Linked DNA regions of Mus musculus: regions 2, 3, 4, 5, 6 and 7 are each linked to region 1. The links are chromatin contacts, called in public Hi-C, HiChIP or PLAC-seq and promoter capture Hi-C maps. All regions are on one chromosome and are shown on one strand. Each heading gives the region's core, a stretch centred on a gene start, on an enhancer-like site or on the middle of the called end of the contact. The rest is flanking DNA. Distances are from core to core; before and after follow the strand shown. Region 1 holds the start of Zfpm1 (zinc finger protein, multitype 1). Region 2 holds the start of A530010L16Rik (RIKEN cDNA A530010L16 gene). Region 3 holds the start of Klhdc4 (kelch domain containing 4). Region 4 overlaps Car5a (carbonic anhydrase 5a, mitochondrial). Region 5 holds the start of Galns (galactosamine (N-acetyl)-6-sulfate sulfatase). Region 6 overlaps Banp (BTG3 associated nuclear protein). Region 7 overlaps Banp (BTG3 associated nuclear protein).

Region 1 (4,105 bases), core at 1,058-3,557:
CCCTCCGCACCCTGAGACCCGCCACAGGTGAGGCCAAGGCACCAGGCGAACAGCTGTGAGGGCCTCACGCATGGCCTTGAGCAGAGAGCAGGCGGGCAGGCGCCTCCGCATGGTGACAATCAACGTTCGCATCTTAACGCGTTTAGATCTGCTAGGGGAGGAGGGGCCCGGGCCACGAGTTGCACAGAGGGCTCTGAGCCGCCCCTCGCCCCCCCAGGCCTGCTCTCCTCTTCTGCTCGAGTCGTGGGGCACTGTGAGGGGATCGGAGGGGCTCTCCTGCACAGTCTCGGTCCTAGATCTCAGAGTATGGGGTTTCGCTGACCCAAGTGGGTTGGGCTCTGCTGGGCTCCTGCGGGCTTATCAGCGCTGGCGATCCGTTCCCAACCTGAGATCTCCCTGCCCTAGCTATCTGCATTTCTCATCAAACTGAAACACACACACACACACACACACACACACACACACACACACACACACGCACACGCTCACGCTCACGCACACACACATACACGCGAGAACAGAACCCAGCAGAGGCGCACAGGCGAGGAGGGGAAAAAGAAACCAGAGAACCAGCACAGATCGGGACCTGTGGGTGGCTTTAATTCTTCAGCTGACATGATAGAAGGAGACTTTCGGAAAACAGGTCCAGCACGCATTTGGGGAGTCGGGTTACCAGAACCCAGATTCCTCCCCGTCCCCCCCCACTTCAGTAGGGGGTACTCTCACAAGCTAAAATGCACACTTGGTCCTGGTGGCAGTGTGATGTGGACAGAGGAGGTAGCTCAGGCGTCTGGAGCTGGAAAGCCGGATGCCCAGCCCCCCTCCCGTCACCTCCTGGGCAGCCCAGATGACCTGTCGCTCTCGCCAAAGGGAAGCTCCGGGGAGGAAGCCCCGCGCCCTGCCGGGAGAGGCGCGAAGTTATTATTGGTGTGGCGTGGGGAGGAGCTCTTCCTGTGTGCTTACTCGCTCCTAGAGCAGCCAAGAGGCCCCGCAACCTGGTAGCCCCAAGAGCCCAGGAGGGTCTTACTGTAGGGGGGCACGGATGATGTAGGATTATAGGGTCTGCCTTGCTCGGGAAAGTGCCCACGGGAGAACCTGCGAGAAACTTCACTCGGGAACAACGTTTGAGTGCCTGAGGTCCCTGGATGGTTCAGGATAACCCCTCGGATGGAGGTGGAGAGAGCGGTGCCCATGGGCATCCATTCGTGTAGCGTTGTTAGGGGCAGTTGGTGGGTCGGATCTCCACATGTCCCCCAGCAGGCAGAGGTCGGATCGAAAACTCCAGAGCCGGAGCGGATAAAGGGGGTTTGGTCAGCCAGTGCCAAATGCCTAGGTTGGAGCAGCCTCCACTACCTATTCCGCTGCCTTGTCGCTCTGCAGCCAAAGCGCTGCGGTGGGCGCCGGCCGGTCCCCGCAGTCCCAAGTCCCCCTTACTCCCAGGTCTTTCTCCTTCTGCCTCTAGATACAAAGCCTGGGAGAGTCAAGCACGCCAGATAAGATCACAATTTCAGCCCGTCCCGACAGAGCGATCTTATCAGGATGGGACTTGCAGAATGGAATATTTTAAACTTTATCTGAGCCCAGATCGGGGCCGCCCTATCGCCGCACCATCTCGGATGCGGGGGAGGTGCAGGCTGCGAGGTGGCCCGGCTCTGCTGGAGCCGCGCCCCCAGACACTCTCCTTCCGGCTCTCGGGACCCGCCACCCTCTCTGGGGCCCGGACCCCCTGGGTGCCCATGCTGAGACGCGGGGGCCCTGCCCGCCGGCAGAGATTAGATTACGGCGCGCTTGGCACTCGGCGCGGGGGGCGCGGCGCGGGGTGAAGGTCGCGGGCGCAGCGGGGTTGGGCGGCCGCGCAGGGGCGGCGCGGGGCGGCGGGGCGCCAGCGGGGGTCTGGCGGGCACCACGGGCAAAGTTTGACTCACGCTTGATCTGCCGGGGATTGCTCTGTTTCCTCCTGGACATGTCTCCGGCGCCGCGCGCCCTCGCGGCGGCCGCCTCTAGCCCCTGGCGGGCGGCGGCGGGCGGCAGGGGCGCGGCGGGGTAGCGGGGCGGCTCATGCCCCCGGCCCGCGGGCTCCACGGCTGCCTCGGCCCGCGCCCCCAGCCCGCCGCGCCGCGCGTGGGCCGCCGGCGCCGCCGCGGAGGCCCGAGGCCACGGCCCTGCGCTCGGGCGCGCGGACTGCCCGGCGGGCGGCGGGCTGGTGGCGGCTTCTCTGCTCCGGCGCAGACGCCGCCGCCGCCGCCGCTCAGCTTTTCTCAATGGAACCTGCGAGCCGCGAGCGGCGAACCGGCGGCCGCCGCCAGGGCGCTCCCCGCAGGCTGGCCAGGCGGGCGGGGCCTTCGCGTAGCTGGCGGCGGGCCCCGCCTCTCGCCACGCCCCGGACCGTCCTCCGCGGTAGCGCCTTCCCACCCGTGCTGACCCCGCCCTCAGGCCGTCCTTCCCACTGGCCCCGCCCCAAACTAGCGCTCGTCTTTTCTCTGCTTGCACCGACTTCCGCGTACTCACCCAGCCTGGGCCGGGCCTTCTGTCCTCGCGCTGGCTCCACCCCTCATCTGTGCTCCTCGCGCTGACCCCGCCCTTCAGCCGATTCTTCCCACATTGGTCCCGCCCTTCGGCCGTCCCTCCTCGCGTTGACCCCGCCCCTCAGCCGTCCTCCTCACATTGACCCCCGCTCCTCAGCCGTCCTCCTTTCGTCGACCCTGTCCCTCAGCAACCTTATTACCCTGATCCCGCCTATCAGTTGTCCTCCCCACGTTGTCCCTGCCCCTGCCCCGCCCTCACAGTGACCCTGCTCCTCAGCTACACTCTCTTGTTGACTCCCTTTGCTCGTCCTCCTCACAAGAGCACAGCCTCAGCTGTCCTCAAACTGATCCCGCCCCTTTACTAGTCCTTCCCACGGGCTCCGCCCCTGTATTCCTTGCCACCCTGCTGGCCACGCCCACAACCCGCCCTTCCAGGTGCTGGCTCCGCCCACGTCTCCTCCTTCTTTGCCTTCGCCACGCCTCCGTAGGCCCGCCTTCTCCCTGGCCCCGCCTCTGCTCCGTAGTCCTTCGCACAGGCCTGGTCCTTCCCCGCCCCCAACACAGGCCTTGCCCACGTCTGTCCAATCCTCAGCTTTGTCCTCACCTCCTCCGGGCTGGCCCCTGGGCTGGCCCCAGGTCGCGCCGGCCTTGTCCCGAATTCCCACCCTCGTTTCTAGATAGACCTCTAGCCTTCTTAGTTAGTTGTAGTTTCCTGAGGTTATGTCCGCAGGCCTATTTAGGACTTGGAGACCTGTTCTGCCCCTTGGAGACCTGTGCAGCAGCCCCGCGGCACAGGCCCCTAGCTTGTCTGGCCCTGCCCCTCCGCTCTGGAGCTCCGCCCCCATGGCTTAAGTTGTGCTGCCCCTTGAAGCTGTGCCTTTCAGGGAGCCAGCAGTGGGGTCTGGATGCCCGAGGCCTGGACACTAAATTTTTGCTGGACTTTGAAAGTTGACAGAGACTCTGATCCAGAAGGAAGCTTCAGTATGAGATTTGCAGCTTCCGATGACTGTGGGTAGCCTCAAGTGGTTCAGTCTTATGCCTAATTGGAGGGGAGGGGAGGGAACCTCAGGTTTTTCCTTCTTGAACTCAGACCTGCCCGGAAATCCGGGAGGAGCCAGAGGTCAGCTGGCCTTGTTTAACCGCAGCCGATGCCACAGTGAACATCTGCCAAGGAGGTGTTCCCCCATTCCCCCAGCTTCCTCTGCTGTCACAGCCTAAGGAGGCAGGTTTCCAGTGCCCACGCAGTGTGCTCCAGACCCAGGTCAAGAATGTGCCTCTTGTTCTGTGAGGATATTGAAACTTGAGACATGCACAAGATCAACGCAGCTTCGGATGGGGTCATGTCCTCATCCAAAGCAAACCAAATGGGCACCGTTGATGTCTACTGCCTCTCTTCATAGCACACAGAGAATCAGAAAGGTCTCCACAGAGAAGACACATGGTCCCCCACCTACCTGGTAGGCAGTCTTCGGTTGGTACAACTGTCACCATCCATGTCCCCTTGGAAGTTTGCCAGATGCCAGGTACCAGGCGTTCTGGGTATGAGACCTATTTCTTTACAGCTTCTGATACTGAGGTCC
Region 2 (4,105 bases), core at 1,173-3,672, 480 kb before region 1:
AAATGTCCTTTATAGGTGCAGGCATTTGGATTCTTGCCCCCCCCCAGTGGGTGGAGCTGTTTGAGGGTGGTCTAGAAGCTGTGGCCTTGATGAAGGAAATAGTCCATTTGGCAGGAGTAGGCTCTGAGGTCCAAAGCTGTGCCCCACGTCTGGTTCGCTCTCTGCTTCCTGCTTGTGGCAAAAGATGTGATCTCTCAGCTTCCTGCTCTTGCCACAAAGGCCTGTTGCTTGCCATCTTCCCTGTCTCCCCACCATGATGGGCCCTTATTCCTCTAGAACCAACAATCAAGACGAACTCCTTTCTCCCTAAGTCACACTTGGTCATGGTGTTCTATCACAGTGACAGCAAAGTAACTGAGACAGGTGTCTTAACTTTCATTCCGCAGTCATGAGCAGTAAGCGGAAACCAACCAGAGATAGGGCCCGGGTGCTGTACAACCCTAGAGTGGGGCTGTGTAGGGTTGAGGCCCCGGTGGGCTCTGCAGTAGCGGTCTCAGCGCTGAAAGATTTCTAACCCGGGGCCACAGTTCCATTTCTACATAGCTTGGATGCTGTAGCTGCACTCATCTCTGCTTCTGGCTTCTGACCTGGAGTGAGTTGATCATTGCAGCCACCTCTCCATTCAGAGCTGGGCAAGTGATTGCTGGGTTATCACTTGAACAGGGATATCACGAGAACAGGGATATTACCACATGCCCAGGCCAGTCACTATGGTGCAGAAGCCAGTACAGGAGGGCAGGGCCCTGCTCAATGTGCCTGTTGCCCATCTTATTGGCCACTGCACAGAAAACTGCTTCTTGTTTGGCTCGGTGGTTACGTGCCATCAAGTTTGATGACCTGAATTGGCTCCCTAGGACCCACGGGATTGAACAGAGAGAGACAATTTCTGCAAACTGTCCTTTGATTGTCACACGTACACTAGAGTGCACACACATAAATATTCATTTTATGTATATGGGTACACTGTATCTATCTACCAGAGAGGGCATCAGATCCCGTTACAGATGGTTGTGAGCCACCATGTGGTTGCTGGGAATTGAACTCAGGACCTCTGGAAGAGCAGTCAGTGCTCTTAACCACTGAGCCATCTCTCCAGCATAAATAAATATTTAAACAAAACTTTCTTCAGCTCAGGGGAAGACAGCTTTGTTTGTCACCATAGTGGGCTGGGACAGACACCTAGGTGTGCCATTATAAAGGGCACGCGGGAGGGGTGGGGGGATGTCTCAAACAAGCCAGCTTCCAACGTGTTCAAGATGCAGTTTCTCCCTCTCCTCCGCTGACCCTCAGGGTCCACCTCAGAGGGAGTCTCAAAGAAGACCAACCAAGATGCGGAGGGTGTTGTGAAACTCAGGCCGGCACAGAGTCCCTCTCGGTTGAGGAGCCCATGGGCTAGTACTACATTTGTCCTCGGCTCCAGAGGACGATTCTTAGGGTATGGTGATGTTTATGTGTAATTCCAGGCAGGAGGATCACGCGTTTGAGGCCAGCCTGGGCTACGTAGCAAGATATTGTCTCAAAAGAAAAAAAAAATAGGCCGGCCGCCTTACTTCCCGTGATAATAATCTTCCGGGTGAAGTCAAACACCCAACCCCCCACCCCAGACTGCCACACCCAACGCAGACTGAGCAATTTCACTTCCCGGTCCCCTGGGTGGGGGTGGGGGGCACCCGGCACGGTGGTGGAACATTCCAACACCCACACACTGAACGCTTCTGTTCTGGAACAGTTGTGGTAACCCTCCGGGAACCTGAGGCCCGAGGCCTGGAAAAAGTCTGGCCTGGCTGGGGCCTGCAGAGTGGCCTGGCTGGGGACAGCACCTCTGTTATTCATGCATCTGGCTACAGATGCAGCCTGGAGGTCTTAACCCTTCAGAGGAGGACCAACAGCCAGCTCCCAGGCTTCTTGCCTGCCTACGGAGACTATGATTTGGAGCCATGAAAATCTATAGCAGCCCTAGCTCTGTGATATCCTTATCTGGCGCTAGAAGGAACAGGCCTTTCTACAGGAGTGAAAGGGGAGGTCGGTATTGCAGAAGCAGAGTGGTCTGGCAGAGGTAGAGCCTCTAGCAGGTTGTGGCCCTAGTTTTTCTTGTTCTTGAAGCCTGAGGTGCTTCCAGAAGAGGCCACAGGAAGGCTTCTGGGAGTGAGGCTGGGTTCCGGCCAAGTTTGACAGAGCCTGAGGCAGCAATGGAGAGGCTGTCCCTGAGGTAGTGTCCCAGCATTGCGTTCTGCTCACGGCGGATTTGTGTAGTTGAGAAAGCCGTTGAAAAGACCTCATAGTGTTTTCTCCATGGGTGTCCACGTGGCCTGGCAGCTCCTGGGGAGAGGAAGCAGCGGCAGCTGGGGGGATGGCTGCCTGCACCGGGAGAGGAACAGGAACCTGGAACTGTTCTCACTGGCAGGCCAGAAGACTGAGCTTGAGAGAATGCAAGCTGTCCGGGGCAGCTGGACCAGGTAGCCATCTTGATTCTGTGTGTGATGCGCCACTGACTGGCTCCTGCCCAGGCTGACAGAACCGGTAAATGAGGTGAGGTGCCCTTACATGGCAGAGGCAGAGTAGATAAGCCTGAGCTGTGCAGACTACGGGATGTGGGGCAGAGGTAGAGCCAGAAAGTGGCCAGGACTCTGAGGCTTAGCATAGGCCCAAGAGCCAGATCCTAGTCTGGGCCAAGCTCAGGGACCGTCCTGTGTCCCCTTCCCCCACTGGACCAGTGGCACCTGGGTCAGACTCAGGGCTGATGGATGAGCCCCTTCCTGTAGACTGGCCCTGGGCAACTTGTGTCTCTCATGCCACTTGGCTTTCTGTAGTCACATGATACAGGATGGGTGGGCAGGGAATGCAGGACAGACGTTCACCTTTTACTAAGCTCAGCTCATTGTCCCCAAGCCACGTCTCTGAGTCCCCCTGGGTGTCCTTTCTTGGCCTGGATGACACCTGGGGCCATGGTCCTGGCTACTTTGGTTTGTCTTTCAGCCATGTCTCTGGTCTTCTATGGGTTGTCCCAGGTCCCCCATACAGGTTTCAGAGGCTGACATCATCTTTTCAAAGAGCACTCTCTGGTGTGGAAGCCCACAGAGACCTGCCTTGCTGCTTGTGATGAAGGAAGAGGAGCTTGAGGCCAGAGCACAGAGGACACCTGCTCCCAGCTGTGCACATGGTCACCAAGCTGTCACCAAGCTTCTCATGCCCCCCACTCCCACCTGTGCCCCAGCAGGCATGGCGTGCACTGACACTTGGTTGGGGGAAAGGTAGGATGCGACCTCAGAATTCAGGTCAGCATATTCTAAGGGGGTGCTGCTCTGAACAGGGGATACTTCTGAAAAAGTGGGGAGAAAAGAGAGACACCAGAGCTGGGACATACTTAGTCTCCTCCATGTCCAGAGAGAGGAGTCTGCCTGGGGCTCCGTCACATGAGGGAAACTGTCCCTTTAAGGCCAGGGTCCTGCTCTGTTCTGAGACTCTTGTTCAGGAGGGTTCAGGGAAGTCTATAGCTAGGACTGGCTTCAAACCAGGAATATCACCCTCTCTAAAGCTTGAGAGAAAAGCCAGAGATGACTTTAGATGTCTTCAGATAAACCCAGGAAGAGCAAGGGACCCTCTATTTTGATGGGAAAATCTAGCGGCTTTCAGGCTTTTTACCATATGAGCACCTTTAGGCGTCCCTCTGCAGAACCTCCTGGGTGCCCCCTCCCTCTGTCACCCGCCAAGTTCATGCCTTCACCCTGACACAGCAGACCAGCCTACCTTTGATTGGCTGGTTGTCTGCTGTCCCCAGGATTTCCTGCTTCTGGAGCACTGGGAGCTCATTGAAGTCGCCCACTGCCATCTCTCCCAGTCTTGCATCTCCATGGCTCTGATGATGCAAAGCACCAGCAAGAAGCAGCAGCCAGCTCGAGCCACCACTGTCCATGGCTCTGTGACTCCTGCTATGAAGTGCCCTGAGAACAGCCGTCCTTACAGCCCCGGCACCGTTCTCTTTAATAACAGACCTCAGAAACACACAAGATTTCCCTGAGAGGAGGGTCCCCACAAGGAAGTGCTGGATGGTAAAGGTCAAAATCTTGATCAGGGGCCAAGAAAGTTGGGGCTTCTCTAGAGGGGC
Region 3 (4,105 bases), core at 590-3,089, 450 kb after region 1:
TGCCAGGCTGTACAGGAGGTGGGAGGTGGCTTGGGTACCAGTGATACAATGTTTATAAATTCCTCATCCACCCATGCTAGGTGAGACGTTTATGAGACGTGGCTGCCTTCGAGTCACCTGTGCTCCTGTAAATCAAAACAAACAACTCAGTACTTCAACAAGCTACTGAGTCCAAGCTACTGGACTTGGAATAATTTCTTTGGTCTTTTAGATCTCTCTCTCTCTCTCTCTCTCTCTCTCTTGTATCTATCTATGTATCTATCTATGTATCTATCTATGTATCTATCTATCTATCTATATTTTTTTATGATAGAGGGTTTTCTCTGTGTGGCCTTGGCTGTCCTGAAACTCTCTTTATAGATCAGGCTGGCCTTGAATTCATAGAGATCCAACTATCTCTGCTTCCTGAGTGCCAGGATTCAAGGCTGTGCTATCACTGCCCAGCTGTTTTTTGGTTTGTGTGTGTGTGTGTGTTTGTATAAAATATATTTTAATCAGATTCTTTCCCCTCACCAAACTCCACCTTGATACCCTACCACCACAAACACAAACAGCGGCTTTTGGATGGTAAAAATACCCCCTGATTGGCTTTTCCTTTGGGAGTGAGATAGGGCTGTTAAGGGATGCACACCTGGGATAACTCTACAGATAGGTTCTAGCTGAGATGAGCTTTCTGAAGACAATTTCAATTTCATCTTTGAAAAGTATGGAATGAAGTTGGGCAGTGGCACACACCTTTAATCCCATCACTCGGAAGGCAGAGGCAGGCAGATCTCTGTGAGTTCGAGGCCAGCCTGCTTTACAGAGTGAGTTCCAGGGCAGCCAAAGCTACAGAGAGAAACCTTGTCTCCAAAAAGACATAAGAAAAATGATGGAACGCATCATGCATTTGCGTGCTATTCTTTCGCAGGGGCCATGCTAACAATCCCTGTATCATTCCAATGTTAGCATATCTGCTGCCAACGCGAGCACATTTCTTTTATCTGTTGACGTCCTGTTTGGGGTGAAAAGTTGATTCTGTGTATCTCTTCAGGAAAAAAAAAAAAAAAAAGAAAGAAAAGAAAGAAAGAAAGAAACCACACAACACCATTGTTTTCCTCAAAAGCAAGTTTTCTTCTTAAGAACTAGGTTTATGGAAAAACCTGGAACTGAATTGGGAGCTCCCGCCTCCTCAGAGCGTCAATGATTAGTGGTTGGCCCGATCCAAGGCAGTTTCTTTAAAGGCTGTGCTTTGGCAGCGTTCCCACCGAGAAAGAAGATTAGTTCCTCGTCTATGTGTTCCCTTTGCCAGTATTTTGCTTGCCCTTGTCCTTATTTTGCGCCATTCCTTGATTACAGCTCAAAGACGACACCCTCTAGGCAATGCACTCTGCTCTTTCAAAACCGCGGGTCCCTCTTCCACTGTACCATTTAGGTCAAACCCGGGAGCATATTTTCCTATTACGTATCTGCCAGACCGTAAATCAAGCACCGTCGGGAGTACAGATACCCATCACCAGCCCGGGTCTCCCAATGGAGGGACATGCTGGTCCAGTGAAGCATCGCCAGCAGAAGGGCAAAGGCACTGCGGGAGGGCCTGACAGGTCCTGGCACATTTTACATGGGATAGGGAAAGAGGGCTGCCTTAATTCATGTCAGGAATCCCTAAGTACGTGGAAATTCCTCTGTGGGATGAGGCGGTCAGCATCCCACATGCTCGCGTCTCGTTTAGAGTCACGCAGCTTGCTGGTGTGCCAGCGGAGCGGCTCCCTACTCACGCGGCCCGAGACGGACCCAAAGTACTGGTGGGATCGGCTGCTCCACGGAACACCAGAGCAAAGGACAGGAAGTGAGCCTCCTATAGCGCGCCGCTCGTTTCCGGCCCGGCAGAACATCATCATTCATTTGCCTCCGGTTGTCTCCCGGGCGCCGCTTCCGAATCGGCGCGATGGGCAAGAAGGGAAAGAAGGAGAAGAAGGGCCGCGGCGCGGAGAAGACGGCCGCCAAGATGGAGAAGAAGGTGTCCAAGCGCTCGCGGAAGGAGGAGGTGAGCGGGGCCCGGAGCGGCGTGCGATCGCGGGCGGGAGACCCGGAGGCGGGGTTGCGCCCGGTGTCCCTGGGTGGCTTCGGGCCTGCGCCGAGCCCGGTGCCCCCGGGCCTCTCCTCTCTCGGGTCCCTTTGCAGTCCCGAAACTCCTCGTTTATCCGGTCGCCCTCTCTTCCATGGAAGACCAGATCTGTCCTGTTCGGTTCCGCGTGCTTACCTTTCTGTGGGCAGAGTAAAGCAACGTGGTGGGGCTTAGTAGAGGAGAAGTGAAGCTGGGTGATTCCTGCTTGGTCCAGGTCTGCGTTCCGGGAGTAAAGCCGTAACGGTCCTGCGCCTGTCCCCACTCCCCAGCCCCCAGCCCTAAAAGGAGAGCAGATTTTCTTCCAGCAGCCTCAGGGAGTGAGCCACGAGTAGGAATTTGGGGGTTGTGTCTGTTGGTTTTCGAGACAGGGTTTCTCTGTCCTGGAAGTCACTCTGTTGACCAGGCTGGTCTTGAACTGAGAGAACTCCCGCTGCTTCTACCTCCCGAGTGGAGTGCTGGAATTAAAGGCGTGCCACCATCAGCAGGATTTAGTAACCAGACAAGTCACTGAAACTGCGGTGTTTCAGGACATTTGGTTGTGACCTTCACTCATATTCTTATAGGCATTGATTATCCCAGGACCTACAGGTGGATCTGTGCGGAAGTTCAAGCACCGTGCTTGCTGTTGTCTTAGGGCTTTCTGACCCAAGAAACTATGGAGGCAGCTTTGATGGCCACGTTTAGCTCAGTGGTCTGCCAGGCACAGGACTTCCTGGGCTCCCCTCCTCATAACCTTGGAAGAGGGAACCTCAATTGAGAATATACCTCCATAAGATTGGCCTGTGTGGAGCTGGAGAGATGGCTCAGCTGTTAAGAGCATATGTTGCTCTTCCAGAGGATCCAGGTTTTATTCTGTGGACCCATCTGGGAGCTCACAGGTCTCTGGCCTTTGTGGGCACCAGGCACACATTCTGGCAAGACGCCTACACATATGAAATAACGCATTTTTAAAAACCTGCTTCTAGGCAAATCTGTGGGGGTATTGTCTTGATTAGTGATTGGTATTGGAAGATCTAACCCATACCTGGGCAGGTGGCACTGGGTCGTTAAGAAAAAAGCTGAGCAAGCTACAGCAAACTAGCCAAGAAGCAGCTATCCGCCTTGGTCTCTGCTTCATCTCCTGCCCCTGGGGTTCCTGCTCTAACTTCCTTTCAGGATGGAATGTAAGCTGTAAGGTGAGATAAACCCTCTCCTTCCCGGTTGCTTTTGATCACAGCAATAGAAAGCAAACTTGGACACCCTAGTAAACTCAGGGGAGTGGGCACTGTGTGGGTGTGGGAAAGTTTGGTTTCAGTGCTGGCCAGCATGCTTGTTGCCTTAGTGTCCAGGTCTGTGGTGACAGCTGGGACGTAGGTAGGGGCTGTCGAGTGGTAGCCCGCAGGTTAGCACCGACCCTGTCATTCAGGCACTGGTCTAAAGGACTCAAGGCCTGTTCTCATGGAGCCCATATCTTAGCATGGGAATAGGAGCTGGAAACCAGTAAGCAAGAGGAATCCCAGGAATGGCTGTGTAGACAGCAAGGTAGGCTGTTGGCACAAACAGGTTGTCAGAGGGCAGTGTGGCCAGGTTGCAGTTCCCTTCATAGAAAACCCTTGATTGATTGGCAGGAGGTGCGCATGCGTCTACACCTACAGAAAGCTGCTTTGATTGATTGGCAGGAGGTGCGCATGCGTCTACACCTACAGAAAGCTGCTTTGATTGATTGGCAGGAGGTGCGCATGCGTCTACACCTACAGAAAGCTGCTTTGATTGATTGGCAGGAGGTGTGCACGCGTCTACACCTACAGAAAGCTGCTTTGATTGATTGGCAGGAGGTGTGCATGCGTCTACACCTACAGAAAGCTGCTTTGATTGATTGGCAGGAGGTGCGCATGCGTCTACACCTACAGAAAGCTGCTTTGATTGATTGGCAGGAGGTGTGCACGCGTCTACACCTACAGAAAGCTGCTTTGATTGATTGGCAGGAGGTGTGCACGCGTCTACACCTACAGAAAGCTG
Region 4 (4,105 bases), core at 841-3,340, 350 kb after region 1:
ACACCTCTGAGTTCACTCTCCCCCCACCTCCTAGCCCCCAACCCCTAACTCACCACCACCTACTCCAACTCTCACCTCCTCCCACCCCAAGACTAGCCTCACCTCTTGACCTTGATCTCTTGGTCCTTTTGCCTCAACCTCCCCAGGGCTAAAGTTCCAGGACATTCTAGGCCTTTAAAGATGTATTTATTTTATTTTATGTTATTTTTTATGTAAGTGAGGACACTCTCTCTGTCTTCAGACACACCAGAAGAGGGCGTCAGATCCCATTACAGATGGTTGTGAGCCACCATGTGGTTGCTGGGAATTGAACTCAGGACCTCTGGAAGAGCAGCCAGTGCTCTTAACCACTGAGCCATCCCTCCAGCCCCATTCTAGGGCTTTAATCTCAGGCTCTTTCCCCGGGGAGCTGCTTGTCCTGTCAGTTCAGACTTCTTTTGGTTGTGCACTGCAGAAACTACAGCCATTTTAAGCAAAGAAGAGGGAACATCGTTGGTGTCAATCCAGAAAAGCCTAGCACAGCAGGGTCCAGGGTGACAAATGACTCCCTGGGTGGATTTCCTAGAGGTAACAAAATGGGGTGGCCTCTGGTTGGCGCCACCTCCCAAAAGAACCCTGGGAGAAGAGAGGTCTGTCAATAGTCCTGGCTCTGGTGATGGCTCCATGTTCCACTGCTGATGGCCAAGCACAGCAGTTCCCACCAGTGTGCAGCCAACCTAAGGGTGACCCTGACTTGAAGCAAAATGTGCACGAGAGAGGGGAAAGTATCCTCTCACGGGACATCGAGGCCTGGCTCCCAGAAGTGTGGCTGGGGAGAGAAAGCCGACTGTTAGGGATCCTCACTCTCTTAACCCCGCTGACCTTGGCTCATCCATAACTTGATTGCTCCAAGGCCCGCAGCCTTGCACTGTGGGTGGACAGCAGCCTTCCAGTTTGACCTCAGCCTGACCCCACCCCTGGCGTCACCACCTTCCTCATCTGGATCAAAAGGATGCTCCCCACCCTGCGCAGACAGATGGAAAGAACCATCTGGGTGTCTTCCATCACATAAACTAACAGCGCATCCTTGGCTCGCATCGGCCCGGGCCAGTCTGCTTTCACTGTATCCATCCTGCGCCTTCCCTCCTCGCCTGGCTCGCTTTCTACATTTTTCTGTCCCTTCCATTTGAGTCCATCGGAAATCAGGAGCAGAGGATGGAAAACGCCAAGGGGGGGGGGGGTGGAGGGCAAGACACCACAGAAAAGTTTCCAGCCAGAATGAGGAAATGAACCTTCCACTTAAAACAAATAAAGAAAAGAAAAGGAAAACTGGATGGAAAAGAAAGAGCAGAAGTGTCCGTCTCCTGAGGTACCTAAGTGGATGGGAGGCACGGGGTGTGGAGGCAGTTTTATGGAAAGTGTGATTGTTTGGGTCTCTGTTTTGCCAAGTGCCAGCAACTGTAGTCACAAACCATCAGGAGGCATCAGACAGTTGCCCAGGAAGTCAGAGAAGGCAGAGGAAGCCTTCCAGGAGGTAAGGGATGCAGTCTCTTGTAGATTGTTAGAGGGATGAACTGCAGAGGCAGGTACTACATTCAAATGGCTGAAGACCACCAATCCAAAGGCCTGGGGGGGGGGGCAGCAGAGAGATGGTGGAGAGAAACAGATGGAAGCAGAGGACAGAGGGATGAAGGGGAGCCACCCCGGACATAGCAGCCAGGCCCGGAGGCTCAGCACTGCTGAGCCCCACGTGAGCCAGCTCACCATGTAAGTTTCACACTTGCAGGTGGCTCATCTTCTTTCCTGGGGATAGGGATGAGATTGGGGGGAGCATGAAATGATGCTCCAAGCAGCAAACTGGGCCATGGGCAGCAGAGAGTGTGTGTATCCGAGAGAGTATTACTCTACTCACCGGTGGATGGTGTAAGATCAGCCAGACCGTCAGTCTCCTTTGTTACTGAAGTCGCAGGCTGGCTCCACGGAACTGAAAGGAGGCATTGAAAACCTGGGTACCTGGAACCCTGCCAAAGGATTAAGCATTCAGCAGAGGACCTCTTCTTCGCCTGCTGTGGTCCCAGCCAAGTGCTGGCTGCATGCCCTTGTGATGCTGTCCACTAGAGGGACCGCCAAGAAGCAGGAAGCAGACATTAGCCCAGAGCTCAGGGTGGGCTTTCTCTGGTCACAGTGGATGTGGTCACTAAGACCTACTCAGTCAGTACAAGCAACTATGTATTGGTGATGCCCAGAGAACAGCTGCCGCTGAAGTTACTCTGTAACAATCCTGGAAAGAAAGAAGACAGTCTGAAGGGGATGCTTCAGCCATCAGACTGTGGAAACAAAGCACAACAGAGAATTATATTTTCCCCAGGAATTCCACACAGGAAGGGAAAGGCTGAATCCTGGCATCAGCCTCCCCCCAAACTCTCCCCCTCCCCCCCTGTAGAGAGATGAGCTGAGACAGTGGAAGGTCACTGCTGGGTAGGTCACAGAGTCTCTGCATATTTATACTCTTTGCATATTTAAACCCAAGCCTCCTGTCAGGTCCCAAGGGTGGTTGTTGGCAACACTGAAAACAGTTCCTTTCTCTGTATGATCTGTGAAAATATCTTTAAGTGGGATTTTAGGGAGGAGGGGCTGAGCCTAGCTTGCTGGGGGCTGCCAGAGCCCCCAGGCTTTGCCTGTAAAACTTCCCCGAATATTTTCACAGTCCACCATGGCCTCTGCTCCTCTAGGTGACAACTGACAGTCGCCACCAAAGCCAAGAGATCCCAAAGGAGCCCAAGTCCAAAACTGCTGCTGCTGGCCACCACAGGCCTGACTCCCAGGGTCAGCTTGTAAACTTAGAGCTCTCAGATTTTACTTCTGTCCACCAGGGGTCACCAGTTGCAGGTCAGAGAAAGGCCCTGCCTGACAAAACAAACCAAGAGGAAGCACCAGACAAATGGAGGCTCCTGCCTGGACAGGTGACCTGGAAATGAGGCAAGGAGAGCAGCAGCCAGGCCTCCTTCCTCATTTTTCTGGTCTCTACCGTGTCTCTCAACAGACCCCAAGCTCCAAGATAGCCCTCCACGGTCATAGCTAAGTGGGATGCCTTCTAGGGCATCTCCATTAGAGAGAAGGCTCCAGGGATGGATCCCTGAGCCTGACCAGGAAGGTGTAGATTGGTGAATTCAAGATGTTTCATAAAGCCAAGGAGAGACAAGTACTCAGAAGAGCCTCTTCTAGGGGATGCTGGCTCCCTTCTTTCTTCCTTCCATCTTTTTTTCTTTGTCTTTCTTGGTCTTTTGACTAGGACTCACTGAAACCAACTGGGAGTCACTATGAGACTCAAAACTCAAAATGTCCTCTGCCTCAGTCTCCTGAGACCTGGGATGGCAGGTGTGTGCCACCAGGCCTGGCTCTTGATGCACGATTTTTCTGAAGACGTGTCTGCCAATGTCCTTACAGAAAGGTCCTGCCCTGGGAGAAGCAGTGTCTGTTTCAGGTGCTGTGTCGGTCCCAAAGATGGAGGGTGTGATGGTTTGTATGTTCTTGGGCCAGGGAGTGGCACCATTTGGAGGTGTGGCCTTGTTGAGGTAGGTGTGCCACTGTAGAACTCTCAGCTCTGCCTGCACCATGCCTGACTGGATGCTGCCATTATCCCAACTTGATGATAATGGACTGAACCTCTGAACCTGAAAGCCAGCCCCAATTAAATGTTGTTTTTATAAGACTTGCCTTGGTCATGGTGTCTGTTCACAGCAGTAAAGCCCTAACTAATACAGATGGGAAAGAGCCCGAACCTGAATCATCATGGCTAATTTAACTAAAGCATGCTGTTAATCAAAGCAAGTTTTTAAAAATCCCTGTACACAGGCTGCCTTCCCCTAAAAGCAGGGTTTGAGAGGTCAGCACTGGATGAGAGGAAGATAAGAATTTTATAACTCAGGATTAGGGGGCTACAGGGTCACAGAAAGAGATGGTCAAAACAAGGCCATCACATCAGGTAGCCATAGCAATGCAACCATAGGGGCTATATAACCTTTTGACAGGTAGGGGTGCAAGATGGTTATAAACAACTTTTTTTAAAGAATTCATATATATGTAAACTGTAGGTGTAGAGATGGTTGTGAGCCTTCATGTGGTT
Region 5 (4,105 bases), core at 1,131-3,630, 330 kb before region 1:
GACACACACCGCATCACAATCAAGAGCCTGCAAGACCTTTGTGAACACTCATTTCAGAGAAGCCTAATACCTGGAGTCAGAGGAAGTGCCAGGCTTGGGTGGCTTGGCAGGAACCATGCAGGTGTGCACCTGAACTGGGGAACAGCCCAGCCTCCTTTTGAACTGATCCTGGGCTTGGGATGTTAACTTTTGCCATCAGTGTTAACACAGTGACTGCAACACCAGTGTCACTGTGGATAGGCTACAATTAATCCCCATGTGAATGTCCTTGGATTCTATGGTCTTAATCATTTGTCCAAAAGGAATGGCCAAGAATTTACAGCGTCACACGAGACTGAGCCTAACAACAGTATCATGAAACAATCGCCCTTGATTCAAAGTTGGTGGCCTCTAGTGAGCCCAGAGAAGCCCAGATTCCCACTATGTCAACTTGCATCCTCCTGGATGCTCAGACTTGCTTTTCCAGGGACTCTTCCAATTAAAGGGAGACAATGTCCAGAGGCTTCCATTAGCTTCGGGCCACCTGCCTGCCTGACCAGCTGAAACCCCTGACACGTTTTCTTTGCCAGCGTTTCCTCCCAGATCCTGCTCCGTGAGTGCAGGATGGGTGCTGAGCAGTGGTGGATACACCTTGTAGTCCTCGGTGGGGTAGAGCAGGCCCAGGTACAGCTCCCTCTGGTCCACCAGTGCTTTCCCCATGGCAGAGATCTTCTCGTCTACCACATCCAGAGACGTGTGCACCATGTAGTGGAACTTGAGCTCACTCTCTGTCGGAGTGCTTCGGATGTACAGAGGGTAATTCTGCAGGAAGAGATGGCAGCCCACCCAGTGAGTTCGGGCTCTAAGGGCAAAGTCAAAGCACTCGTGTGCTCTCAGCCTGACAATGACTCTCTACTGCTTAATGCACTGTGGCATGCTGCCTTCAGCGACATAACTGAACCTAAGGAAGACTGTCTGCAGAGAGTGGACTATAAAGATAAAACTGGGTGGTGTGGCACTTGCCTGACATGCACAGGGCACTAAGTCCAATTCCCAGTGCCAAAAAGAAAAGCAATATGGGACCAGAGATGTAACTCCGTAGTGGAGTGCTTGAGTCGCAGCATTAAGCCCTAGTTCTCTCACCTGTACCAGAAAGGAGGAGGAAGGGAGGGTGGAAGCAGTAGAGACAAATGCACAGGGGCAGGAAGTGAGCAGAAATGACTCCGGAATGCCAACCTGAGCACAGCCTAACAACATACCCTGACACTTCTCTTCCTAGGATCACCTCTGCCTCAACCACCAGCACACTCTGTAGTGTCATCCTAACAGCAGGGGCACTAGCTATTTCTTAACGTGCCACACTAGGGTAGTGGTCTGTTCTCAGTGCTTCGAGACATTGAATGAGTCTCCAAATCAGGACCCTTCAGCATAGATACTGGACTTCCTCCTCCTGAGTTTATCAAAGCAGCAGCTGCCTATGACATGAGTTTTGGTTTTGGTGGCCTCCTGGGGGTATAACTCCCTCTTTCATACTGACAGCTTCACAGCAGTCTAATCCCTAATGGCAGATCTCAGAAAAAGCCTAATAGGGATACAGGCTTCATGCAACAGGATATTGTGGCCCTCTGGAGCTGTCTTAGCATCCATAAACAGCTTTCCGGAAAGAAATGAATATATATGTTGGCCAGCAAGATGACAGTTGGGAATAGAGGGTACAAAGGGGAGAGGGATGCTGTCTAGAGGTTTGCAGGCCTTCACGGTGGAGTAGAAGGGTGCAAAAGACATGAAGGGGACTATCCTAAGGCAAAGAAAAGCACTTGGATTCTAGGCTGACTTGAGCCGCGCCAGGCTTATATTTAAATAGCGCCGGCTGGGCAGCCAGGGGACGGTCCGGAAGGCGGGGCAGAAAGACCGGACGCGGAAGGCAGCTGAGGCCGTGAAAAGAACGCGTAGAGCGACGGGTGGCAGGCTGCAGCGACCAGCTAAGCTTCCCGGGGGATCTCAAAACCCGGAGGCGGAGGCCTGCAAACTGGCGGCGGACGGCTGTCAGCTGTCAGCGAAAGCGAGCCGGAAGGATCCTGATCATAGGGCTTGGCTGAGGCTTGGAGCTCAGAGTTGAAAAGATCAAGACCATGGCTGGAAGGAGGCCCGCCGCCCGCCGCCCGCCGCCCGCCGCCCGCAGCCTCTCACGCACCTCCTTGGCGATCACCGCGATGCACACCGCCATATTGGCAGGCTGTGCGCCACATCATGTGACCCGATGTGGAGGCAGGCCCCGCCCATTCTCCTCCCACCGAGGCTCAGAGCCCGCCTCTCTCTACCATGGCTCCGCCCAGACTCTCAGGTCCGGCCTTGGTCCCGCCCCTTTCCCGTAAGGCCCAGCCCACTCCCTTGTCACTCAGACAGCCTAGGCCCCACCTCTCCCTCTTCTTTTCTCCGTGGCCCTGCCCCTCCTCTCATTCTGCCGCCAGGGCCCGCCCTACAGTCCAAAAGGAACCGCGGCAGGCTTGGGACTGGGTCTTGACTCCTCAGCGGGAGCTTGGTTTGCTATGGCGGCCTGTACCGCAGCCCAGCAGCTGCTGCTGGTACTGAGTGCCCTAGGACTCTTGGCCGCAGGTGCTCCGCAGCCCCCCAACATCGTGCTACTGCTCATGGACGATGTAAGTGGGGCCACGCGGCGGGGGGACACGGAAGACACAGGGCAGCCACACGGCGGATGAGCAGTGACCCGAGGGAGGCCCAGAGCCCGGTGTCACATCTTTCACTGTTTCCGCAGTGGGGGTAGGTGTTCAGGGAGGCCCTTTTCTTCCTACTTCCCCTCCCGAGAGCGGGCTGACATTCTCCTCCCCTCAACAGGTGGCCCTGCCTTGGTGCCCACCTCCAGCCTGACCTCTGGGGGAACTCTGACCACAAAGTCAGGCATAGAATGTCACCTGCGAGTGCAGCCTGTGGTCATTTATGAATTCTGCCCTGGGGCATATCTCCCTCAGTGTCCCTGTCTGAGAAATCTGTCGCCCTGAAGTGACATGAAAGCTTAGAAATCAGTCATGTAGAACACTAAGTCAGATGGAACTATCCAAACAGAACTAGATGGACTGTGCCTTCCTCGCAGTCTCAGCCTGCCAGCCCCACCTCCACCCCCACCCCCCCACCCCCAGACACACACTGTGGAGTGACATCTGTTGGCTATTGTTAGAATCAGAGTCACATCCAGTTCAGGATGATTTGAAACAAATCAGAGGCTAATACCGGCCGAGGCTAATTAATAGCCAAACCAGCCCTCTGCAGGGCCTTCAGACCTGTGCTGATCCACACTTACCTCCTCAAAAAGGGGAGAGGGATGCTGTCTAGCGATCTGTGGGCCCATCAGAATGGAGAGGTGCTATATATGTAAAATAAGTTGAATTTTAGAGACTTTTAAAAAAAGATTTATTTATTATTATAGATAAGTACACTGTCGCTGTCTTCAGACACACCAGAAGAGGGTGTCAGATCTCATTATGAGTGGATGTGAGCCACCATGTGGTTGTTGGGATTTGAACTCGTCAGTGCTCTTACCTTCTGAGCCATCTCGCCATTCCAATTTTAGAGACTTAATAGGAGAAAAAGAAAGTAAACATCCCACTTGATAAACATTAGCTTAGTAGTTTTTTATTACTAAGAAAAATACAGATCTAAAAAGTCCTGTACATAAGTCCCACCACCCAGAAGCCACTGCAGGAAACCCCTTCCAGCTTCCCGTTCTTTGTGGATGCTGACTGTTCACACAATGGATGTCTGGCTTCTCTGGCTCCTGTCCTGGTCACTAATAGCAGACTTTGCACAGTAATGAGCAGTACTGAAGATCTATATATAGAGAGAGATTTCATACATATATAGTGCCTTTCAGTATTAAGTCGTTTTAGGGCCAAATCGCACTGGCTCGGTTTGTTTGTTTCCACTGGTTTGATCCAGAAGTACTGACTACAGGCTCGTCTGTCAGTTTTCTGCTCTTTTCCAAATGACAGCCTGTGAGGAGAGGTCTTCTCTGACACTCCCTTGAGACTCCTGAAGAACGTTGAACTGATAGACTTTGGGTAACTGAGTTAAGTAAATGTGCTCTTAGCTTTCATTTTGGCGTCCTTAC
Region 6 (4,105 bases), core at 899-3,398, 290 kb after region 1:
CTAAAGCCTACAAACACACCCTCCACAGCACACCTGATCAATAATTCTTCTATGGCATGAGCCACATGACCTAACACTCCCTGTTGAGCAGCTACCCTGGGGCAAATCCAAGACTATGACTGGTTAGTCCCACAGGTTAGAGTTCAGAACTGCCAAAGCTAGTGGGCAATGAGTCTGAAGGGAGCCACTGTCCTGCCTGACAGTCCACATGCAGCAGTCACTTAATAATGATGCCATCGTCTCCACACACTCGTTAGAGAGCCACAGTGCTCAGAAGACTCTCCGTCACACAAGACCATCAACAGCTACAGTGCTGCTGAGGGTGGCGAGTGACTAACTGGGCAGAGGATTCTTATGGGGGTGGTAAAAAAAAAAAAAACCTTTCTAGATTTAGACAAATACGGTGGATAAACATGGCTAAACTAACCCTGTTTCTGTCACTGTGACAGATAGTTTCTAAGGAGGAAAGCTTTCCTCAGTCCATGGTCACTGGCCCTGTGGGAGCCAGTCATCATGGAGGAAGCCTGTGGTAGAGGAGGCTATTCATCCCGTGGACCTGAGACACAAAAGGAAAGGCCACATGGGGCCAGGGCCCCACTCCTCCTCAGGAACTGCCTCAGTGGCTCACCCCATGGAAGGTTTACCTCTGAGCAACAGAGCCATGACCGCGGTCAAACTCTTAGCACACAAACTCTTGGGAACGACAATCTCCATTTTAGCAACTGCTAGACCGTGAACTGTAAAACCATCAGTATGTGGTGCCTAGCTTCAACTCCTAACACTGCAATTTCAGATACAGTAACATACCTAAGAGCAAAATCTTCATTAAATCGGAAAAAAAAGCGCTTATAGGAAAACCCAGTCATTTAGATGAGGAGACAGAAGCCTCTCACAGGTACACAAAGTCTATGCGTGGGATTTGCACACAGCTCAGTCAGTCAGAGCTCCTTCCTTTCTCGAAACATCCCTGTAAATTAGTTAGAAGCAAGGAGGTACTTCAGACTCTTCAAGGAAGAAGAGCCTGCCCCACCATGGGGACCCCAGGAAATCCCGGGGAGGAGCCGAGGGAAGGCAGCCCCCGCATTGATCTTCCTGGCTACTCGCAGATCTCCAACACAGAGGCAGCCCAACCCAAGAAGACTGTACACCCTAAGCATAGCAACGGCCTCTGGAAGCCTACAGAGAAATGCCAAGGACAGTGGCGGCCTCAGGGGCATGGTCATGAAAGCTACTTTTCCTCAGGAAGCAGGCCATCCAAGAAGGCAACCCCATCACAGACATGCCAGGAACTTGAGAGAGGCACAGGCGCAGGGAGACGGGCACAGGTGCTGGCAGCCACAGTGGAATGCCAGCTGCTTAACTCTCTTCATCACTGTCTCTTCCTGTCAACAGTAAGCCACACCCCCTTCTTGCCAACAGTGAGCCACACCCCTTCCAGAAGAACAACACAGACACAACTATGACAGTCCTAGGAACGCACCTTCGGAGTTCAGGGTGATGAGTGTGACGTTGCTTCCAATGTTCTGGCTTCCTGGCTGGCCACAGTTAGACACGGAGTCACTGGCCTCTGACCCGCTCTCCCCATCTTCGTTGTGGCTGTCGTCCTGACCAGGCACTTTCACCACGATGGTGTTCTGCCGACGCCCAGGAACAGCGCTGGCGGGAAACAAACACAGCAGCCCAGGCTGTGAGAGGACATGAGTGGTACACTGAGATAGCCCTGACTCCCGCTGCTATGTGGACTTATCCCAGTGTCTAGCTGAGCATGGACCAATGTACAAGGTGGGTCCCCCAACATGCGGTATGTCCCCACACACACCCTCCATGGAGATGAGCAGCAACGTAACACAGAAAGTCTGAGACCAAGAAGACACATAATATAAAGCAACTGCTTAAAAATATGAACAGCACGAAATAAGTAAAACCACAACTCCCTGAGACTCAGCCTAGAATCCGGCTTCCAGATCTTAGAGGCCATCCTCACATGCATAATGGTCATCATGTGTCAGAGAATCTCCATCCATCCATCATCACCCACGCTGTCAGACACCCAAGATGACTCAGCCTCCAAAACACCTCCACACTCCCTATGACTCCCACAGACAAACCCTAGAATCAACTTCCAAGGCCATGAGGATGCCAGGAGTCCTCTGGGAGCCATTCTCGGTGCAGGCCCTGAAGTGCAGCAGCAGCCAAACAGCTGGCAGCAGAAAGTGCTCAAAAGGCCCAGGACTGATTTGTTTTCTGAATGACTGTTAACACTGTGGACCATGACTACTACACAGCACAGAGGAAGCAAAGCTCTAGCTCCCATCAGCAAAGTCAAAGGGGCCTTAAAACTCCGGCCAGCCCCAGAGGCAGGAGGCCCTTCCTGAACTTGACCCCACAGAACTACCCACGGTGAACTGGCTCCTCAACACTCCACACCCGTGGCCTCAGTGCGGGCCAGGAGGCACATCCTCGCCCCAACAGAGTGGCAGGCCTCCAGCACTCCACACAGCACACACAGCAGCCCTAGGCCTCCTGTTGCCTAGAGAACTGGTCCAGGACAAGAAGCCAGAACAAAGCTGGAAGGAGCTACACCCCACAGAGAAAAAAAGCAAGACAGGAATCTGTGAGAATACTGCCAGTAATTAAAGGTGACCAAGCTTTCCTGAGGCAGTGACAGAGCCACGGGCAGAGGCCCCCACGGGGCATGGCTCTTGTACACTTTCATTTCTGATGGAAGTTCCATTCAACACATCTCAAAAGATGGGGATGAGAGAAAAAGTCACAACTCGACACAAGTACATCATTTGCCAACTGAGGAGAGGCTCAACCGCAGAGCAGGCAGATGGGGTGGTCAGCTGACCACACGCACTAACTATCGAGCCTCTTCACAAACCAGATCCAGCCCAGCGGTTCTCACAGCTGCCCACCCCTTGGACTGTCTCACCCCACCATTGCTAAGCACCAGGCTGGCCCTTCCTGACCTAAAAACTATGGTGGCTGCTAACGGAATGGACCCTGTGACTACAGACATGGACATGTGCTCAGACTGAACCCTGGCTCAGGAATGCTCACTTATCCTCATGGCAGTGGCAGGGGAGGTGGGGTGGTGATGGCTACTGACTTGCTAATGATATTTTCCAGGGAATCCGGTGCCCTGTTGCTCAATGGGTCTTCCATCTTGGCTACAATGGCGTTCTGCCGATCATTGTTGAGTATTACTGTAGTCTGGGGGACGACGCTATGAAACAAAAGAATCACAAGAAAAAGAAGACCTTAAAACCACAACGTTCATTGTCAGAGCACATGCATCATTTAACACGGTCGGCTCCTGGGGCCGCAGCGGAAAGCGGAGCCCAGGCCAGAACAGCTAAGCTGGAGCTGGGCTTCTCCAGCTTCCTGCTGGTTGGTATTCTTGGTTGGCCCAAATGCATAATTTGGGCAGAGTGGGCTGTGAACATTTAACAGAGTGGGCAGGACAGGCTAAGGCACCCTCCTGTCCTACGCACCTGCAAGCCATCTCAGCAACAGGTTTACATGGAAACAGGATCCTCTTCACTTTCCCCTTGGGTGTGTAATGTGTGATGTGTATGTGTGGGGTGCGTGTGTGCACTGCATGCATAGGAGTTGTGTGCAGAGTCCAGAGCAGGGAGCGGGAGTTTTCCTCCACTGCCTCATTCATTTCAGACAAGGTCTATCACTGAAGAGTAACCTAGTCCATTCAGCGAGGCTGGTAAATCAGCAAGCCTGCGTGGGATCTGCCTGTCCCGGTCCCCTTGCTGAGACATGCACTGCCATGCCTGGCTGTTTATGAGAGTGTTAGGGATTTAATCTCAGACCTCCGTGCTTGCAGAGGCATGAGCTAACCCACTGAACCAGCTCAGCTCCCCAGCGACTTTCAACCGCATCCCTCCAAAACTGAGACGGCATGCTGGTCTCATAGCTACCCTCCTCATGTCACTCCACATCTGCCCTCTAGAGTGGGGCAGCCAACCAACCCATGGGCAGCAAAGGGAAACGTGCTCCCGCGCCACCCACAGCTCTCTAAAGAGTGCACAACCACAACAGGAGGCCTTGAGGCTTAGGTTTGAGGAGAAATTCTAGGAGAGAATGGACC
Region 7 (4,105 bases), core at 656-3,155, 260 kb after region 1:
CTTCTCCTCCTACCAGGTCACCTGTTCTTGCTGGGCTGAGATCAGAGGAGCCCACAGACGCTGATCTCAGGAGTTAAGAGTAAACAGAAGCCCCACGCCTGATTCAGACCTGTATGCCTCTTGACAAGGGTTCCTGGGTCTACAGGTATGTCAGACAAGCCCAAGTTCAGTATCTACTAGGGAGGCTGGTGGGACCGGGAGGGACAGGACTCACCTGCGCTGCGGCTGTGTGGTCACTCACAGGCGCCAGCTGGACATACTGAACCTGAATGTCACTGCCCTGGAGAGGCGACCCATCTACTCCTGTAGCAGCAGGGTCTGAAGAGGCCACGGCTATGAGCTGAGCACCCTGCAGTACCTGGGGTTGGGGACAAAGCCAGGCTGGTCAGTGGAGCTCGGGTCAGCAGACCCCTATCCTCTTCAGGTCCTGGAGCAGCAGGAGGCCCCCAGGCCTGCAGCATGGATGTAAGTGCAATGGAGCCTCACTGCCCAGTGCAGAGAGACGTCTGCTTATGTGAGTGTTGAGTCTTCGACTGTCATGAAATATGCCACATTCACACTCAAGTCTTGCAGAAACACCCTTGTGACACACAGGCATTAGTCTTTTAAAGCCCGTGTCAAAACAAATAAGCTAGAACTTGAAGCCTGCACGGGCACACTGAAGACGGCAGAAGAGCTTAACAAAGCCCTGGACAGAGCCCATGTGGAGCCAATAACTTTAGATAGAGAAGCAAAAGGAGAGGGAGGCTGCAGAGATGGCTCGGTGGGTAGACTGCTTGTATGCAAGCATGAGGACGTGAGTTTGGAGCTTCAGCATCCACACAAATCAAGGGCAGCTGTGTATGCCTGTAACCCAAACAGGAAGACTGCTGGAGCTAGCCTGTAACCCAAACAGGAAGATTGCTGGAGCTAGCTCACCATCCAGCCTAGCCAAAATAGTGAGCTGCAGGTTCAGTGAGAAAGCTTGTCTCAGGAAAAAGGTAAAGACAGATGAGGATACCATCCACCTCTGTGTGCGTATACACACACACACACACACACACACACAGACAGAGAGAGAGAGAGAGAGAGAGAGAGAGAGAGAGAGAAGGGAAGAGCTACTGTGGTGGGGAGAGTGAGAGGTAAACAGGCTGTGGGGAGGGTATAAGCAGAGACACCAGGAGCAAGTCACTACAGAACAGACCCCTCGGTCCTTCTTAGCTGCATCCTTCCAGCATCCTGACCCTGTATAACTAGTGACCCTGCCTCAGAATGGACCTGGAGGAGGGACTAAACTCAGGGTGACCCTTGGGGTGACCCCAGCCCTGGATATTCTTACCACTGATTCACTTCCCACAAACCACACCTGGTGCTCACACAACTGGGCAGGGGGCTCGAGGCAGGCAATGCAGAGCCTCCATCTGCTCCTTCACAGTTGCCAGGAACCATGGGCCCCGCCCTCATCAGTGTTGTACAGTCCCAGGCAGGCAAGAACAGCAGTGGACGGAATGCCCATATTGGAGGCTCCTGTGGCATGATGGCACACCACCCTTTGGTATGGAGAAGACCATGTGGTTCCCCACAAGCAGAGACAGCAGCACAAACACCCAGTCAACTTCTAAGAAGAGCTGTGCTGTCAGATGACATGTGCCTTTTTAAAGGACACACTGCAATCGAGGACAGTGTCTCTTATGCTAATGAGGGTCTGCCAAACGAAAACACACTCAGGTTCACGGTAGTGGGAAAATATTGAGGGGGGGGTACTTTTTTTAATGACTGAAAAGCCCTTTTTAACATTTTTGAATAGCTAAGAAAAAGTGAGAACTATTTGGGGAAATGACTGCCAAAAGACTGAATATAGCTGTCCCCTTGGCAACTGCTGCTGAACTCCGTCAGATGGGCTGCAGTGACAGAATCAGGAAGTGGCTCTTTCCTAAGGACTCTTGGCATGTCTTTGGGAAGTGGTCGCTCTACCTCTTTCCTGGAGAGTGCAGTGGCTTCTGGGTCATCTCACTTCCAGTGTGAGTCCGCGCACCTATGGAGGACCTGACAGACTCTGCTCAGGGAAGAGTCAAGAGACAGCAGCAGCAGTGACAGCCTGTCCCTGCACACAGACAGCCCTCCAGACACACCTCCCTGAACCTGCTTACTGATGCTTTTCTGTATGTCAACATCTGGGCATAGGAGGACAGGAATCTCCATGGGCCATGGTGACAGGCAGTGGGCTATGCAAACACAGGGGAGCTGGCCCTCGGCCCTCTCTAGGTGCTTAAACTCAGGTTAATTAAAAGGAAAGAGGGTGTGCAAACACACATCTGGGCTCTGGTTTCCAGGCAAGCTCAAAAGTCCACATAAACACTTGCCTGGTACTTCTGCCCCCAAAACCTCAGCGTTCCCTATTCCACACCCACTCTGGCACAGCTGCTGCACAATGCTACTGGCCACACCCTCCCTCTTCAGAGCAGAGCAGGGCAACAGATGCTGAGTTGCCCAACAGCTGGCTGACAGTAAAGGCTCCTGGTTTTAGATTAAGCTAGGCCCCTTGCAGAGGGAAAAGCCTGAACAGAGTACAATGATCCAGTCTTCTAAGAGTCACTGACAGAGCCCTTGGGTTTCTCCTTCACACTGACTTGTAGGCAAGGTCATCGTCTGTGCTCAGAACTACATTTCTCCAGGCCTGGTGCTCTGCTTCATCTGACCAAGCAGGTCAACGTGAAACAAAACCTAGAATTTTATATTTAGGAAAGAGCAAGCAAGAGCTCCTGTTTGGGGACGGCCATTGGTGGCAGACTTGGTTAGAGCCTTGGCTCTTCCAGACTCTTGACCTTTCATGGGTAGGCAGGGCAGCTTGGGCTCTCTCTTCCCCTGCATTTACCCAGAATACCTCCTGCTCTCTTTACTCAGCAGTTCTTGTGGATCTTATTGGGTCCCACATGCTTCTCTGCCAACCCTGCAGGCTAGCGAAGCCATGCTCTACAGACAGATGAACATTTCCCACACAGCATCTGAGTCCCCGGAGCTTCCTAGTCTCACTGCAAGAACCTGAGGTCAAACAGACAGGACAGTGTCTATGGAGGATCTTTGGCCCACGTGTACCTGGCTGTCTCCCCTGACCTACCCTGGGCCATCCACCAGGGTAACCCAAGGACAGGCAGTGGGAGGGGGGGGGGGTTCCTTGAACAGCAGAAGCAGCAGCTTCAGAAGGAAGGAAAGGACACAAACACCAGAACTGCTGCAATAGCAGAATGGCCCTGTCTCCAAGAATGAAAGGCTCCGTGGGACGAAGGCTCCAAGCTCAGCAGATGGGCCTGACTTAATGGCCATTCATCAAGCCATATGTCTTCATATGCCATCAATTGTTTCGTATGCCTATACACATGTCTTAAGACACATGTGGTCATAGATGTGCACATGCACACATCTGCATGTAAAGTCCATGCCTGTTCACAGTGACCTTGTCAGCAATGCCAAACCCCTAACATGCACCTCCACTCTGATGTCTCTGGCTGCCCAAGCAAGCTCTTAGCCTCAGGCCTCTGTGGGATTCAGCATAGACAGTGGCAGTCATTGTGGCAGCCTCTGTAAGCCTGGGCTTAGTGTGTGGCACAGGCTCTGTAAGGACCTATGGCAAGCAGGACGTGCCTGCTGTCCAGAGCTCTGACCTGACCCTTCTTTCAAGGTCCCTGGAAAACACTGGTCAGGCCACCCACATCTCCCGACAAGAAACACTTACAAACCTGGATCATTTCATTTCCAGCAGGCAGATCAAGTGTGTCTCCTCCCAGAGGCCAAAGCTGGGAGGGATTAGCCTGGGCCACTGAGTCACCGCTGACAGGAATGGGATTCTGGCACAGGCCCCACGACTGGAAGAGATCAGAATGGGGGCTATAGGCTCTGCAGGGACTTGTCAAGCCACAGATCCCACCTTGTGGGGAAGAGGTAGGAAAAGGAGAGGTGCTGATACACTGTGGCTGCCTGGTTTGCTATCTCCTGGTAACTCAGAAGCCAGGCCACATTTGGAAACCCCAAGTTAGGAGTTATGACATAACCAGTTCCCCAATCATGTTACATTTTTACAGGTTCCTCCATGATGAATTTAAAGTAGCTGCAGTTGCATTTAAGGAAA

What was found. Promoter capture Hi-C pulls out the DNA fragments that hold promoters and counts their contacts. A called contact is a pair of places that touch in the nucleus more often than the background predicts. HiChIP or PLAC-seq counts read pairs in DNA pulled down with a chosen protein or histone mark.
Region 2: a promoter capture Hi-C map of embryonic stem cells shows a contact between it and region 1, with 2.3 times the contacts expected there. The contact joins the promoter of A530010L16Rik here to the promoter of Zfpm1 in region 1. A contact is called at or near these places in 4 of 39 promoter capture datasets (embryonic stem cells, neutrophils, pre-B cells and 1 more), 1 of 484 Hi-C or Micro-C datasets (the G1E-ER4 cell line) and 1 of 115 datasets of contacts at active chromatin or transcription factors (memory CD8 T cells).
Region 3: an H3K4me3 HiChIP or PLAC-seq map of the SCID.adh cell line shows a contact between it and region 1, with 11 read pairs. The contact joins the promoter of Klhdc4 here to the promoter of Zfpm1 in region 1. A contact is called at or near these places in 1 of 484 Hi-C or Micro-C datasets (B cells) and 3 of 115 datasets of contacts at active chromatin or transcription factors (the SCID.adh cell line, embryonic stem cells and memory CD8 T cells).
Region 4: a contact with region 1 is called in an H3K4me3 HiChIP or PLAC-seq map of embryonic forebrain, with 4 times the contacts expected there. The contact joins the enhancer-like site here to the promoter of Zfpm1 in region 1. A contact is called at or near these places in 4 of 39 promoter capture datasets (cranial neural crest, erythroid cells, hippocampal neurons and 1 more), 2 of 484 Hi-C or Micro-C datasets (the N1E-115 cell line and embryonic stem cells), 17 of 115 datasets of contacts at active chromatin or transcription factors (the NIH/3T3 cell line, bone marrow-derived macrophages, effector CD8 T cells and 11 more) and 1 of 9 other capture datasets (adipose tissue).
Region 5: a Hi-C map of CD8 T cells shows a contact between it and region 1, with 4 times the contacts expected there. The contact joins the promoter of Galns here to the promoter of Zfpm1 in region 1. A contact is called at or near these places in 7 of 39 promoter capture datasets (the C10 cell line, cranial neural crest, embryonic stem cells and 3 more), 29 of 484 Hi-C or Micro-C datasets (B cells, the Ba/F3 cell line, CD4 T cells and 15 more), 5 of 115 datasets of contacts at active chromatin or transcription factors (embryonic stem cells, extraembryonic endoderm stem cells, regulatory T cells and 1 more) and 1 of 9 other capture datasets (liver).
Region 6: an H3K27ac HiChIP or PLAC-seq map of the NIH/3T3 cell line shows a contact between it and region 1, with 4 times the contacts expected there. The contact joins the enhancer-like site here to the promoter of Zfpm1 in region 1. A contact is called at or near these places in 10 of 39 promoter capture datasets (the C10 cell line, the SN4741 cell line, cranial neural crest and 7 more), 1 of 15 datasets of contacts at CTCF or cohesin (the NIH/3T3 cell line), 6 of 484 Hi-C or Micro-C datasets (the G1E-ER4 cell line, the P5424 cell line, bone marrow-derived macrophages and 3 more), 14 of 115 datasets of contacts at active chromatin or transcription factors (the HPC-7 cell line, the NIH/3T3 cell line, the SCID.adh cell line and 11 more) and 1 of 9 other capture datasets (pancreatic islet).
Region 7: a contact with region 1 is called in an H3K4me3 HiChIP or PLAC-seq map of forebrain, with 4 times the contacts expected there. The contact joins the enhancer-like site here to the promoter of Zfpm1 in region 1. A contact is called at or near these places in 5 of 39 promoter capture datasets (the 3T3-L1 cell line, cranial neural crest, embryonic stem cells and 1 more), 1 of 15 datasets of contacts at CTCF or cohesin (the NIH/3T3 cell line), 1 of 484 Hi-C or Micro-C datasets (bone marrow-derived macrophages) and 4 of 115 datasets of contacts at active chromatin or transcription factors (SST interneurons, embryonic forebrain, embryonic stem cells and 1 more).

The regions. Positions count from the first base shown.
Region 1 is chr8:122,280,343-122,284,447 of GRCm38.p6, reverse strand. Zfpm1 (zinc finger protein, multitype 1) reads right to left here and starts at 2,307. Exons shown (of 10, transcript NM_009569.4): 1 at 1,926-2,307. The coding sequence starts at 1,965. Gm39269 (a long non-coding RNA gene) reads left to right here. Exons shown (of 3, transcript XR_879285.3): 1 at 1-27. RefSeq lists enhancers at 1-85, 1,450-1,693.
Region 2 is chr8:122,761,078-122,765,182 of GRCm38.p6, reverse strand. A530010L16Rik (RIKEN cDNA A530010L16 gene) reads left to right here and starts at 2,422. Exons shown (of 3, transcript NR_151739.1): 1 at 2,422-2,529; 2 at 3,009-3,251; 3 at 3,779-4,105.
Region 3 is chr8:121,827,303-121,831,407 of GRCm38.p6, reverse strand. Klhdc4 (kelch domain containing 4) reads left to right here and starts at 1,839. Exons shown (of 12, transcript NM_145605.2): 1 at 1,839-2,026. The coding sequence starts at 1,928. It overlaps Gm24283 (a small nuclear RNA gene), which reads right to left and starts at 972; the gene lies at 866-972.
Region 4 is chr8:121,933,461-121,937,565 of GRCm38.p6, reverse strand. The region is part of intron 2 of Car5a (carbonic anhydrase 5a, mitochondrial); the gene reads left to right. Among named protein-coding and RNA genes, the nearest start is that of Car5a, 9.4 kb to the left of the region's middle. Within about 2 kb of position 2,090, at least 72 of the 459 cell types and tissues checked have an H3K27ac peak or open chromatin away from gene starts, as enhancers often do. A contact at or near this core is called in the N1E-115 cell line, embryonic forebrain and stem cell-derived neural progenitor cells, where this site is marked.
Region 5 is chr8:122,609,762-122,613,866 of GRCm38.p6, reverse strand. Galns (galactosamine (N-acetyl)-6-sulfate sulfatase) reads left to right here and starts at 2,380. Exons shown (of 14, transcript NM_016722.4): 1 at 2,380-2,639. The coding sequence starts at 2,529. Trappc2l (trafficking protein particle complex 2-like) reads right to left here and starts at 2,241. Exons shown (of 5, transcript NM_021502.2): 1 at 2,174-2,241; 2 at 629-801. The coding sequence starts at 2,206.
Region 6 is chr8:121,989,079-121,993,183 of GRCm38.p6, reverse strand. It overlaps Banp (BTG3 associated nuclear protein), which reads right to left. Exons shown (of 14, transcript NM_016812.4): 5 at 3,113-3,229; 6 at 1,481-1,656. Among named protein-coding and RNA genes, the nearest start is that of Mir7237, 13 kb to the right of the region's middle. Within about 2 kb of position 2,148, at least 51 of the 459 cell types and tissues checked have an H3K27ac peak or open chromatin away from gene starts, as enhancers often do. A contact at or near this core is called in the NIH/3T3 cell line and fibro-adipogenic progenitors, where this site is marked.
Region 7 is chr8:122,020,256-122,024,360 of GRCm38.p6, reverse strand. Banp (BTG3 associated nuclear protein) reads right to left here. Exons shown (of 14, transcript NM_016812.4): 12 at 3,717-3,842; 13 at 215-358. Among named protein-coding and RNA genes, the nearest start is that of Mir7237, 44 kb to the right of the region's middle. Within about 2 kb of position 1,905, at least 64 of the 459 cell types and tissues checked have an H3K27ac peak or open chromatin away from gene starts, as enhancers often do. A contact at or near this core is called in SST interneurons, bone marrow-derived macrophages and forebrain, where this site is marked.